Regions from separate parts of the Sus scrofa genome. Here region 2 is linked to region 1. A link is a contact called in public HiChIP or PLAC-seq data. All regions are on one chromosome and are shown on one strand. The core of a region is the stretch at or near the end of the contact, and the rest is flanking DNA. Distances in the headings are between cores, read along the strand shown.

The links. HiChIP or PLAC-seq counts read pairs in DNA pulled down with a chosen protein or histone mark.
Region 2: an H3K27ac HiChIP or PLAC-seq map of skeletal muscle shows a contact between it and region 1. The contact joins two enhancer-like sites. A contact is called at or near these places in 2 of 2 datasets of contacts at active chromatin or transcription factors (alveolar macrophages and skeletal muscle).

What each region holds. Positions count from the first base shown.
Region 1 is chr9:126,569,239-126,574,859 of Sscrofa11.1, forward strand. No RefSeq gene overlaps it. Among named protein-coding and RNA genes, the nearest start is that of IVNS1ABP, 92 kb to the left of the region's middle. Within about 2 kb of position 3,008, at least 8 of the 83 cell types and tissues checked have an H3K27ac peak or open chromatin away from gene starts, as enhancers often do. A contact at or near this core is called in skeletal muscle, where this site is marked.
Region 2 is chr9:126,727,807-126,733,427 of Sscrofa11.1, forward strand. No RefSeq gene overlaps it. Among named protein-coding and RNA genes, the nearest start is that of HMCN1, 120 kb to the right of the region's middle. Within about 2 kb of position 2,750, at least 4 of the 83 cell types and tissues checked have an H3K27ac peak or open chromatin away from gene starts, as enhancers often do. A contact at or near this core is called in skeletal muscle, where this site is marked.

The DNA.
Region 1 (5,621 bases), core at 1,758-4,257:
TGGGTGTCAGTTATAAGCCACATTCCTATTTCAGAAGAATTAATACGTAGAAAAGGCAATGTAATAGAATTGAGGAAATGTGAAGCTTTTCTGTGTCCTATGGCAATGGCAGGAATTTTTAAATATGTTTCTGAGGAGAGAGACATTTTCTTCATGGCATCCATGCTGATCAAGTGGGAAACCTCTATCTTACTTGGCAGTCACAGAGCAGCAGGACACTGCCTGTGCTGGGGACCTCTGAAATAAAGGAATGTTTAGGTTTGTGGAGAATAGCCTGCTGCCATGACAATCTCAGAAAAGAAATTTTTAAAAAAATGTTATGGCCATACTGGCAGCATGTGGAAGTTCCTGGGCCAAGGACTGACTCCAAGCCACAGCTGCAGCCTGTGCCGTGCTTGGCAACTATGGGTCCCTTGAACCCATTGTGCCAGGCTGGGGATTGAACCTGCGCCTCCACAGCAACCTGAGCCACTGCGGTTGGATTCTTAATCCACTGTACCACCGCAGGAACTCCTTGGGAAGAAATTTTATTGAAGACGAAATAACCACTGCCGCAGGAGAGGTGTGAATACTCTTTGAGCATCTGCTCACTGCCAAGAGCTTGACGTGCGTTTCTTACTTTGACCTCATGGCAATCTTGGGAGGTAGGTTTGATTGGCATTTTACAGAGGAAGATAAGTGGGTTTGGAATGTTTAAATAATTACCAAGATCTGATGCCTGGCAAGCAGAGGAACTGGGGTTTGACATTTGGTCTGTGGGACTCCAGTACCTGCATCCTTCTTCGTCACACTGCTTAGCTATGGTGCTCTAGCCATTCCATAACATGATAGAAAAAACCACATTCCCGAGTCTCCTTCTAGGCTTGCAGTTCTAATATGATCTTCGGCCTTCAACCCCCATGATGGCTGTTCCTATAGAATCACTTGTTGACTGACCGTGCCCTACACTTTGTAATGGGTTTCTGGTTTTTGGCCCTTGTTTAAAACTTTGAAGTTTCACATTTCAGATAATTTTGTCCTTTCTCTTTAGTAGATTATAAACCCTGAGAGGTCACTAACTAACTGTTGTACCTCCCACAGCATTTTATGAATTACTGATGCTCCATTACTACCTATTGATTTGATTTTAATGAATGTTAGGGAGACATTTTCTGATATAGTTGATCTGAAATGAAAGTCATTGTCAGGATCATTTAAGTGATTACGATATTGTTCATGGGACTTCTGACAATTCTTACATCCACAATGTCAGATACAGGGAGATTGATAAGGGAATAAGTGGAACTTTAAAAAAAAATATTCTTTTTCTCTGCACCTGTGGCATGTGGAAATTTCTGGGCCAGGGGTCAAACCTGTGCTGCAGCAGTGACCAAAGCCACGACAGTGACAACTCCAGATCCTTAACTGACTGCACCACAGGAGAACTGCAATTTAAAAACTTCAGGAAAGCTTTTTTTGTTAAGGATTTCCAGAAAATATTTTCACTGCTTTCAGTCTTCGCTGTTAAAATCCCTTTAGATTTCAGTCAGCATTTTCATTATATTCATATCTTGTCCTCAATCAGATTAGAGTCGACCTCCACCAGGGAAGCTTGTTATACCAAACAGACAGCCTTTTTATTATTACTATTATTATCTGCCTCTGGGCCTTGCCTTTTTTTTCTTTTCCATTATGGTTTTTCGCAGGATATTGCATCTAGTTCCCTGTGCTTTACCTAGGACCTTGTTTTTTTATTCACCCTGTATATACTAGTTTCCATCTGCTAGTCCCCAAATCCCAATCTATCCCTTCTCCTCTCTCCTCCCCCCGTGGCAATCAGAAATCTGTTCTCTATGTCTATGAGTCTGTTTCTGTTAAACAGATATTTACTTCTGTCCTATTTTAGAGTTCACATATAAGTGATATCATAGGGTGTTTATCTTTTTCTCTCTGACTTACTTTGCTTAGTATGATAATCCCTAGGTCCATCGGTGTCACTGCAAGGGACATTATTTTGTTCTTTTTTATGGCTACATAATATTCCATGGTATACATGTACCATATCTTCTTTATCCATCCAACTGTCATTGGAAATTTAGATTGTTTCCATGTCTTGGATGTATTGTGACTAGTGCTGGTATGAACATAGGGGTGCATGTATCTTTTGAAATTATAATTTTGTCTGCCCAGGAGTGGGATTGCTTGATCATATGGCAACTCTATTTCTATTTCTTTGAGGAACCTCTATACTGTTTTCTATAGTGGCTGCATCAGCTTACACTCCTACCAACAGTGTAGGAGGGTTTCCTCTTCTCTACACCCTCTCTCCCATTTGTTATTTGTAGCCTTTTAATGATGGCCATTCTGACTATGTGAGATAGTACCTGAGCCTTACCTCTTTGAATATTTCAGAGAACTATTACTGAAAGATTTTTATGCTGAAATATCTATCATGATCAAAAGAGGGCAGGAAAACAAAAGCTAATTTTATTCAGGAGATTCTCTGTTACCCCTTGGCCTTGGCAATTGTCCCCTGCCTGGGACACTTCCCCTGAGAGGGTGACACTGGGCAGCAGTCTTGAGAGGCAATAATTGTCTCAATGAACAACAGAGGATATAAACAAACTTTGTTTCACTTCATGCTAGTACTTATTTTGCATTGGAAAGTATGTGTAATTCAAATTACTATAATTCCTATTCTTATGCCAAATGTAATCCTGAAGGAGAATATTATTGGCATGAGGTCTGGAGTTTGTGCTGCCTCAAAGCCAGTGGCTTGTTTTTCCATCTGGGTTAGGCACAGAGTTTGCAAGCTGTTTTTCCCCTGAGTTATTCACTCTCCGGTAAATTCCAGTCTTGGGCTACTGCAGGATGTATGAAAAACTTTGCCCTAGGAACTGGAAATGTACCATGACCCTTGTTTGAAAGTGTTATGCTACTGGAAGCACAACGAGTTCTACTGAGGTTTGTGTTGGCCACCTCAGGCTTGTGGTTCAGTTCAGAGTTTTGATTCAGCTCCATAAGTTTTTATGGCTTGGCTACCTGAGAGGTTGGCTCTCTCACTCTTCCTTCCTCCAAGCTGGGGAGATCTACTGGAGTACTTGGCTAAAGATTTCCACATTTTGCTGTGGAATAGTCACGATGATGGCTCAAGTGTTCCTGGAGGGTTTTCGTATTTGGAACTTTCTTATCTCATCTGACACTTCTCCGATTATTGGCTTTTCTGGATGCTGAGGTGTTTAAGTACTCTGTCTTAAGAATGTACTGTCTATTCCACTGAATTTATTTAGATAGGTTTTTTCAAAGATTGGAGCCTGTATTTGTTTCCTGTTGCCAGCAGCAACAAATTCCACAAAGTTAAAACAATGCAAATTTATTTTCTGGTGTTGTGGAGTTCAGAAGATCAAAAAAAATCTTAAAAGGCAAAAATCTAGGTTTCAGCAGGTCTGGTGCTTTCTGAAGGCTTCAGAGGAGACTCTGTTCCTTATCACTTCCTCTTCTAGAGGACCCCAGCGGTCTTTGGATGCATAACTTCCAACTCTGCTTTCAAGGTCACCCTGCCTTGTCCACTACGGTAGACAAATTCCCTCTGCCTTCCTACTACAAGGACTCTGTGATTACATTTAGGGTCCACTCATAATCCAGAAGAATCTCTCTATCTCATAATCCTTAATCACTTCTGCAAAGCCGCCTTTGCCATTTATAAGCTATGTATCCACAGGTTCTGGGGAACAGGACATGGACACCTTGGTGGGGGTGGGGGGAGCGACTCATTATTCAGCCTCCTACAGAGCCTGATGCATCTGAATTTAAATCCTGTCTCTCACAATGTTAAACCTTCTAAACCTTACATTGTACATGTCTAAATGGTGATAATAATGCTTATCTCTCACTAGGGTGATGTAAAATCTTTCAAAATTTTTTTTTTATTAAAATACAGTTGATGTACCATGTTCTGTCAATTTCTGCTATAGGTTGATATAAAATCAAGATGAGTAAAATAGATAAAGCATCGAGGACCCCATAGGCATTTAGTTAATGTTAGTTTTTTTTTTTTTTCCTGTTTCTTCTTCTAATATCTGAAAAGTTAAAGATTCAGTTTAAAGACAAGTGACTCTTTCAGCTTTATAAGTATTATAATACAAATGTGAAATACTAAAAATACTTCTGCTGACGTGATTATCACACGACAAAAATACTGGTTAATATCCAATCAAGGATCCAAGTCAGCCTGAAACTCTGATGTAATGCAACAGAGAGTGTATTAGTGTGTTTAGAGATGTACACCAATGGAATTAGAAGCTTAACTTAAATGTCATAATGAGGATTTTCTCCTTTCAATGTCTACTTTGATTTGTTTCAGAAAATCAGACCACTTCATGTTTGGAGGAAAGGGAATTAGAGGGAGAGGCATATCAACCTTCAAATGCTGGTATGGTTTTTATTTAGGTATGGAAAAATGAAAGCAATGATAATTTGTTTAACAAATATTAACTGAGCACCTCTGCTATATCAGGCGGTGGTGGCCAAGATGTTGACAACATAAAGGTGAAAAGCCATGGTTTCTACATCTAAATGGTTTCTAATCTAATGGAGAGGCAGAAAATAAATAGACAATTTCCATAAATTAGAATAAGAATTACAGTGGAAGCACAGGAGAAGAAGAAGTACTTAAGTTTCAGGAAGAATCCAGTAAGCTTAGAGTTTAGGTGGCCATTCCTGAGCCAACTCTTGAGGGAGAGGAAGGCATTTTGCAAGTGAATATGAGGATAGAGTATTCTAGGCAGAGGAAGCTGTATCTGGAAATGCATGAAGACTAGTAATATTACATGCTCACAGAACCATCACTAGCTTAATGTGGTAGGAGCAGACAGATATAGAAGTTTATCTTGAGAAACATCCCTGATGTTGAAATCAAGGATGAATTCAGGTTCATTTTGTATAGGTAACCCTGGATAACATAATATTCATTTACTCAACAAATATTCCTTGGGCAGCTACTGAATGTAAGAGATACAGAGTTTAGAGGAGTCAGTTCTTGCTAAGTTCTTACAAGCTAGTGTAAGAGCTTGTGATCCGTATATTCAAACTACAGATTTGAAGAAGTTGCAGTAAATGCAAGTGGCGATTTCTTGTGCTAAACCCTTATGAAAGCTGAGAGCCAAGAAAATGGGAATTCAAGCAGAACTTTCAAGCCCAGTTATTTTATTATCCAATAGTGATGATTAGCTCTTCACCGAAGATTTGCTTTCCCCTTTCAGAGTGAGGAGTAGTTACTGGGCAGTGGCTTCTTGGAAGTGGCCAGAGACTACGTTTCCCACTTCCTCTTATACTTCAGTGGGGACTTGATGGAGTCTGGCACACAGAACTTGTTGGCTGAGGTGGTAAAAAAGGCGGTATCTTTTTCTTTTTTTTTGTCTTTTTGCCTTTTCTAGGGCCACTCCCACGGCATATGGAGGTTTCCAGGCTAGGGGTCGAATCAGAGCTGTAGCCACCGGCCTACACCAGAGCCACAGCAACACGGGATCTGAGCCATGTCTGCAACCTATACCACAGCTCACAGCAACACTGGATCCCCAACCCATTGAGCAAGGCCAGGGATCGAACCCGCAACCTCATGGTTCCTAGTCGGATTGGTAAAC
Region 2 (5,621 bases), core at 1,500-3,999, 160 kb after region 1:
AATGTGTTTTTGTTTTTGTTTTTGTCTTTTTGCTATTTCTTGGGCCGCTCCCGCGGCATATGGAGGTTCCCAGGCTAGGGGTCGAATTGGAGCTGTAGCCACCGGCCTACGCCAGAGCCACAGCAACGCTGGATCCGAGCCATGTCTGCAACCTACACCACAACTCACGGCAACGTCGGATCCTTAACCCACTGAGCAAGGGCAGGGACCGAACCCGAAACCTCATGGTTCCTAGTCGGATTCGTTAACCACTGCGCCACTACGGGAACTCCGTGTTTTTGTTATTTTATCTGCTTCATGCTCCTCCCACCTAAACAGGGTGGGCATTACTATTTTAATTAAGAGGAGAAATATAGGAACCGTGTATATGGGCATAGCTGTGTGTATAAATATGAATATGTGTATGCATATGTACATGAGAAACAGAAGAGTCAAGGCATTTACATCAGAAGGGTGAATAAGGCAAATGTGTATAGAAATAAAACTCGGTCTTCTCCATTTGTAACCTCAAGCTTTCCTTTCCCTTCTTTTTGTCTCTAGCCTCCTTCCATTTAATCTCTAATTTCCTGACATTTGGAATGACAGATATCTGAAATGAGCTTTGTCTCATGAACCCTGATTCCCAGCTGTGCAGTCTGTGACCAATGCCAGGTGTGTAGCTCGTGACCTGTGACACACCTAGGCCATGTGATGCCATCACATCACAGTCGGCTGAGGAACAGGTGGAATCTGAAGTCTGTGAGTGGAATTATGAGGGCTACTCTCAGGTTACTTTCCAAAAGCATTTGACTTTTTAAGAAATGCCTGTATGCTGATTTTATGATCGGGCAGGTTACTCCTTCACCAAAAATGTTATATGCCAGTGATGCAAAACTCACTTTAAGTTATGCCACTGCTGCCTTGTAGTGACTGGGAGGTGGGATGGGGTAGTATGAAAACCCAAAAAATAACATGTGTTCAACTCTTTCCAGCTCATTTAAAATTCCCGGTTGGTCTAATAGGTATTTGTTCGGATTCTTACTTTCCAACTCTGGCCATCTTCTATCCAAGTGCCTATACTAATTTAGTGTTTCTCTTCCATCTTTCCCTTTCAATCAGAATTAAATGATTAAATTCAGCTGTCATTTTTGGCTCATCCTCTGGGTATCAATCTCAGCATTTCTAGTGTTTTCTGGATTCACAGGCATGGGTGTTGGCCTTGACAAAATGCCACCTTCAAACCTGTGTTCATGGAAGGCTTAGATCCAAAACTTACTGAGATCTCTCAGGCTTACGACCACATAGATTCTCCCTCAGTATCTCATTCCAGAGTTGGATAATATAGAATTACATGTTTTAGACGATGTAAAATGACCAAATCCATATTACGAAGAAAAAAGATTTTGGCATAGATAACCTCAAACTTAAAATATGTCAACTTGTATAATGAACACTAAGCAGAACATTTAAGTCAGGCACGAACTAATCATCTTTCTAAGCTTATCCAGTGCTTTCTGCCAACTCCTGATTATGTGGGAGTTGCTGATCTGTTTTTCAAATTCTCTGGGGGTCTTCTAAGGTCATGTTCCATGCTAGGATTCTGGTTTCTTCACTTAAACAGAAGGCCCAGTTCCAGGCTGCTACTTCTAAAGAGAGCAAGAAAGAAATCCCCGCCCCTCCCTGTCCCCCAACTTCCTGAATCGTGAGAACCTGGTATAGGCTAGCTCTACCTTGGGTCCGATTAAGTGGCAACTAAAATACCTGTCCTTGGAAACTTTCCCTCAGGCTGAAGACCTCCTCTGGTGTATTCTATGCAGAGAATGTTGTCTCCAGAAAACCACTGTTAAAATAGCCGAGGGAGTGCCTGGACTGATCATTGGCATAGAGTAGATACTGAGTTCCCGGCTCAAGGCTTATATGCGTTTGTCCAATGGATAGATATTTCTTGTGGGAGAAGGTCTTGACTAAGTTTCCATAATGAGCTGACTGATGTGGACAGACGGTGTTTGTGCCCAGAGAGAGCATGGCTGGAGGAAGACATTTGTGAGGCAGATGGCAATGAAATAGAGGCAGTGGTGCTGCATGTCTGAGTACAGATGCAGAGAGCCCCACCAGGAATACTGAAGCAGGATCCTTGGAGCGTAGAGCCCAGGAATATGCATCCCCCCCCACCCCGCCAATGTCACAGGCTATTTAGACACAGCCACAGCTGGGAATTACTCCAACAAAAGGAAGTTTCCTAGAGCAGGTTTGAATGTAGTGCTTTCCGGATATGTGGAGACAATAAACGCATATTGACTGATGGACTGAATGAATACATTCATCATGGATGAGGTAGAACCTGAGTCCTTAATTGCCATTCCAGCCTTACTGCCCCCATTGCTTTCAAGCCAGGACATCCTGAGCAGCACTGCCAGAACCTCAGCTGTAATCTGGAGGAGAAGGAGAAGGCAGGAAGAACGAGGAGGAGACAAGCAGAAGATGACAATTGAAATAGCACCTTGGGATGTTTTAGGTTCCATCCAGCCTCCCCCCGCCTTCCCCAAAAAGAGGCAGATTGACATCCCATCTCCTCCAGCCAGCTCAACAGCATATGCATGATTGAAAGTAATTTATGGCTCCTTCCCAGACTCAGCCTCAGAGCAGGAAAGCTGACGTTAAAATGGTGCATGTGACAGAAACGTGGCCTTGCAGGACCCCCAAAGGAGCACCAAATCAGATCAGCTGTCCCTCATTAATCAAAAGTTGGCTGCAGCTCACTTGTCTATTTGGAACGAGTCTAGCTTTCCATCATCGTGGCAGAACAGCAGGTTCATGAATAAGATTTTAGCATGACACTGGGTACATGCTTGTTATTGTAATCTCTGCTTGTGAAATGAAATGTCTCAAAGGCCAAACGAAGTTCACGATCTGTAGTCCCACAGTTAGAATGCCTTGGCAACTTCTCTTTTATTCTTGGGTTGCTCTCCTTCCAGTGCAAGTTGTAGTGGGTCCTCAGTGAGTGTGTCCTCATGCCTTCAGCTGGACTCTGCAATGATAAGTCAGTCTTCAAGGAAGAAGCACTGGCACAGGGGAGAACTCGAGATCTGTGCTATTTAGTTAAGCACCATGCAGTGCAGAAATTCATTGAGACAGATAGTATTAACCCCAGTTTAAGGATGAAGAAACCACAGTTCCAAGATGTTCAGAAATTTGCCTGATTTTACATAGGCAATAATGGGGGGGGGGTAATTGGGGGTAGAGGGGAGGGGAGGGAGGGGAAGGCACAAAAAAAGAGAGGATTGTGAGAAAGTCAGTCATAAAGCAAGAGGAACAATGATATCGAAAAGAATGAGAAGAAGAAGTGCTAATTGAGTGCGGGGCGGGGGGGGGGGGGTGTCTTTTCTTTTTGCCATACCCGATTCCCCTGGAGTTCAGTTACAAATATATTTGAAGTTTTGATCAGTTATCTATATATATATACTCATTGCTGGTTTAGAGTCTTGTCTCTAAGTAACATATCCCCAGTCGGGGAAATTCTTTGGACAGAGAGAGCTGGCTAAGATCTGGTGCCAGATCAAACACAAGGGGAGTTAGGACCTGGCCAGGGGACCTGTCATGCTCTACTGCTGGTATCAAGTCAACACAGCCCAGTCTGGGTAAAACTGTCCCCTGCCCCAGCCCTTCCCTTGCTCACCAGGATGCATGAGGCTCCTGCACATTCCAGGAACCACCTGTCTCTGTCCTTCTCAGCCTGTCATTGCTCTATGCTCCTTGCTTCTCACTGCAGCCAGTTGGACCCCAAGTCACATCACATCACATGATACAGTCTAAAAAAAATTCTAATTGACAAGTGTTCCTGCCACACTTCTGCATGCTCAGCTATAGATAAAATAAATGTGGCAGGAAAGTATTTGAAATATTCATGATCTATTTCTTCTAGGATTTTCTTGTACATGTCGAACATTAAAAGTAACTTTAGGAGTTCCCTGGTGGCTCAGCAGGTTAAGGATCTGGTCTTGCCACTGCTGTGGGGTGGGTTCCATCCCTGGCCCAGGAACTCCTGCATGCCCAGGCATGGCCAAAAATTTTTTTTAAAAAGTAACTATGAAATAGCTTCCTTTCTTATACACCTGGACTGAGATTCACTACCTATGAAATAATCTTCAGCCATTGCGAATTTGGTGCTATACCTGTGAAACTTTAAAACTGAATAAGTCTAATGATTTCAGAAGCCTGATAGCTATGCAAACACTGGAGGGGATTACAGTTTGTTTATGGTACCTTTACAACTCCTTGGAAAGTAAATATTAAAACTGTGTTTTTAATTAGGGACCTTGTTTTCATTAACCTAGTCCTTGAAGAGAGCATCAGGGAGCCGACTGTACATTTAATGAAAGTCTGGGAATTGCCATAGCTTGACTTCTAGAGAAATTTTTGCCATTTAGGAGCACAATCATGACAAGAGACTGATATGTGTTCTTAAGGTCCCTTGAATTTAACTGCATTATTATTTTTATTTGGTAGTAGGGAAGACAGACTCAGAAATAGCTCTTCTAAGAATGAGATTTTGTGCTGGGCTTTAAAAAAAAAAAATGATACTTGTATTGTTGATCAAAACAATATTCTCTGACTGTGTCCTTAGAACTGCCATCAATCCTGGAACCTACCTGCTTTGATGAGCATCTGTTAAGAGGCGAACCAGGTCAGAATTCTGACTGGGGATTGTGAAAAGCACAGTAAAAGCCATGTAACTCAATACTCTCTGAGGGAGTTCCCATTGTGGTTCAGTGTGACGAACCTGCCTGGTATCCCTGAGGATGCAGGTTCAATCTCCTGGCCTCACTCAGTGGGAAAGAAGCTGTGGTATAGGTCGCAAAGGCGGCTCAGATCCTACATTGCGGTGGCTGTGCTGTAGGCCAGCAGCTGCAACTCTGATTCAACCCCTAGACTGAAGACTCCCATATGCCACAAGTGCGGCCCTAAACAAACAAACAAAAAAACTCTAAATAAATTAATCCTCTATAAATTATGGCATGCAAATATACCTGGTACTGAGTTATTAAAGTTTTTCTATGAGAGCATTTGAAGTAAGTTTTTAATGTTCCTAGTGTCCAGCCCTTTATCCTTCTGAATTATTAGTGTCACTTACTAGAATGTCTGCCTTTTCTCTGTATGCAGTGATTCTCCAAAGTAATCAAATAAACTCTCTCAACCAGAAGAAACTGACTAACTCTTGTATGGATAGAACATTGCAACCAAAAAGTGAGAATTCCTCTGTGTCCCCCAGTGTCTGCCACCAGTAGTCCTCTGCCTTTTGACTGAGGCTTCCTTTCAATAAAAGCCTCATCCAGTTTATTTAAGAGAGTTTATCTGATTATTTTAGAGAGGATTTCAAGTGCTATGATTTATCTATCCATCCATCCATCCATCCAATAAATATTTACTAACCCCTGGGCATATAATGGTGAGAAAAACGGGATAGATGGGGTTTCTGACTTCAGGGAGCTTACAAAAGAACAGCAAAGGAAGACAAAAAAGCAAATATAAAAAGTAGAAGTGTTATGATAGAGGAAGAATCTGATGCTGTGGGAACACACAGCAAACACACCTAACCTGCGGGGGTGCAGGGATGGCGGGGTGTCGGAGAAGCTCTCACAGAG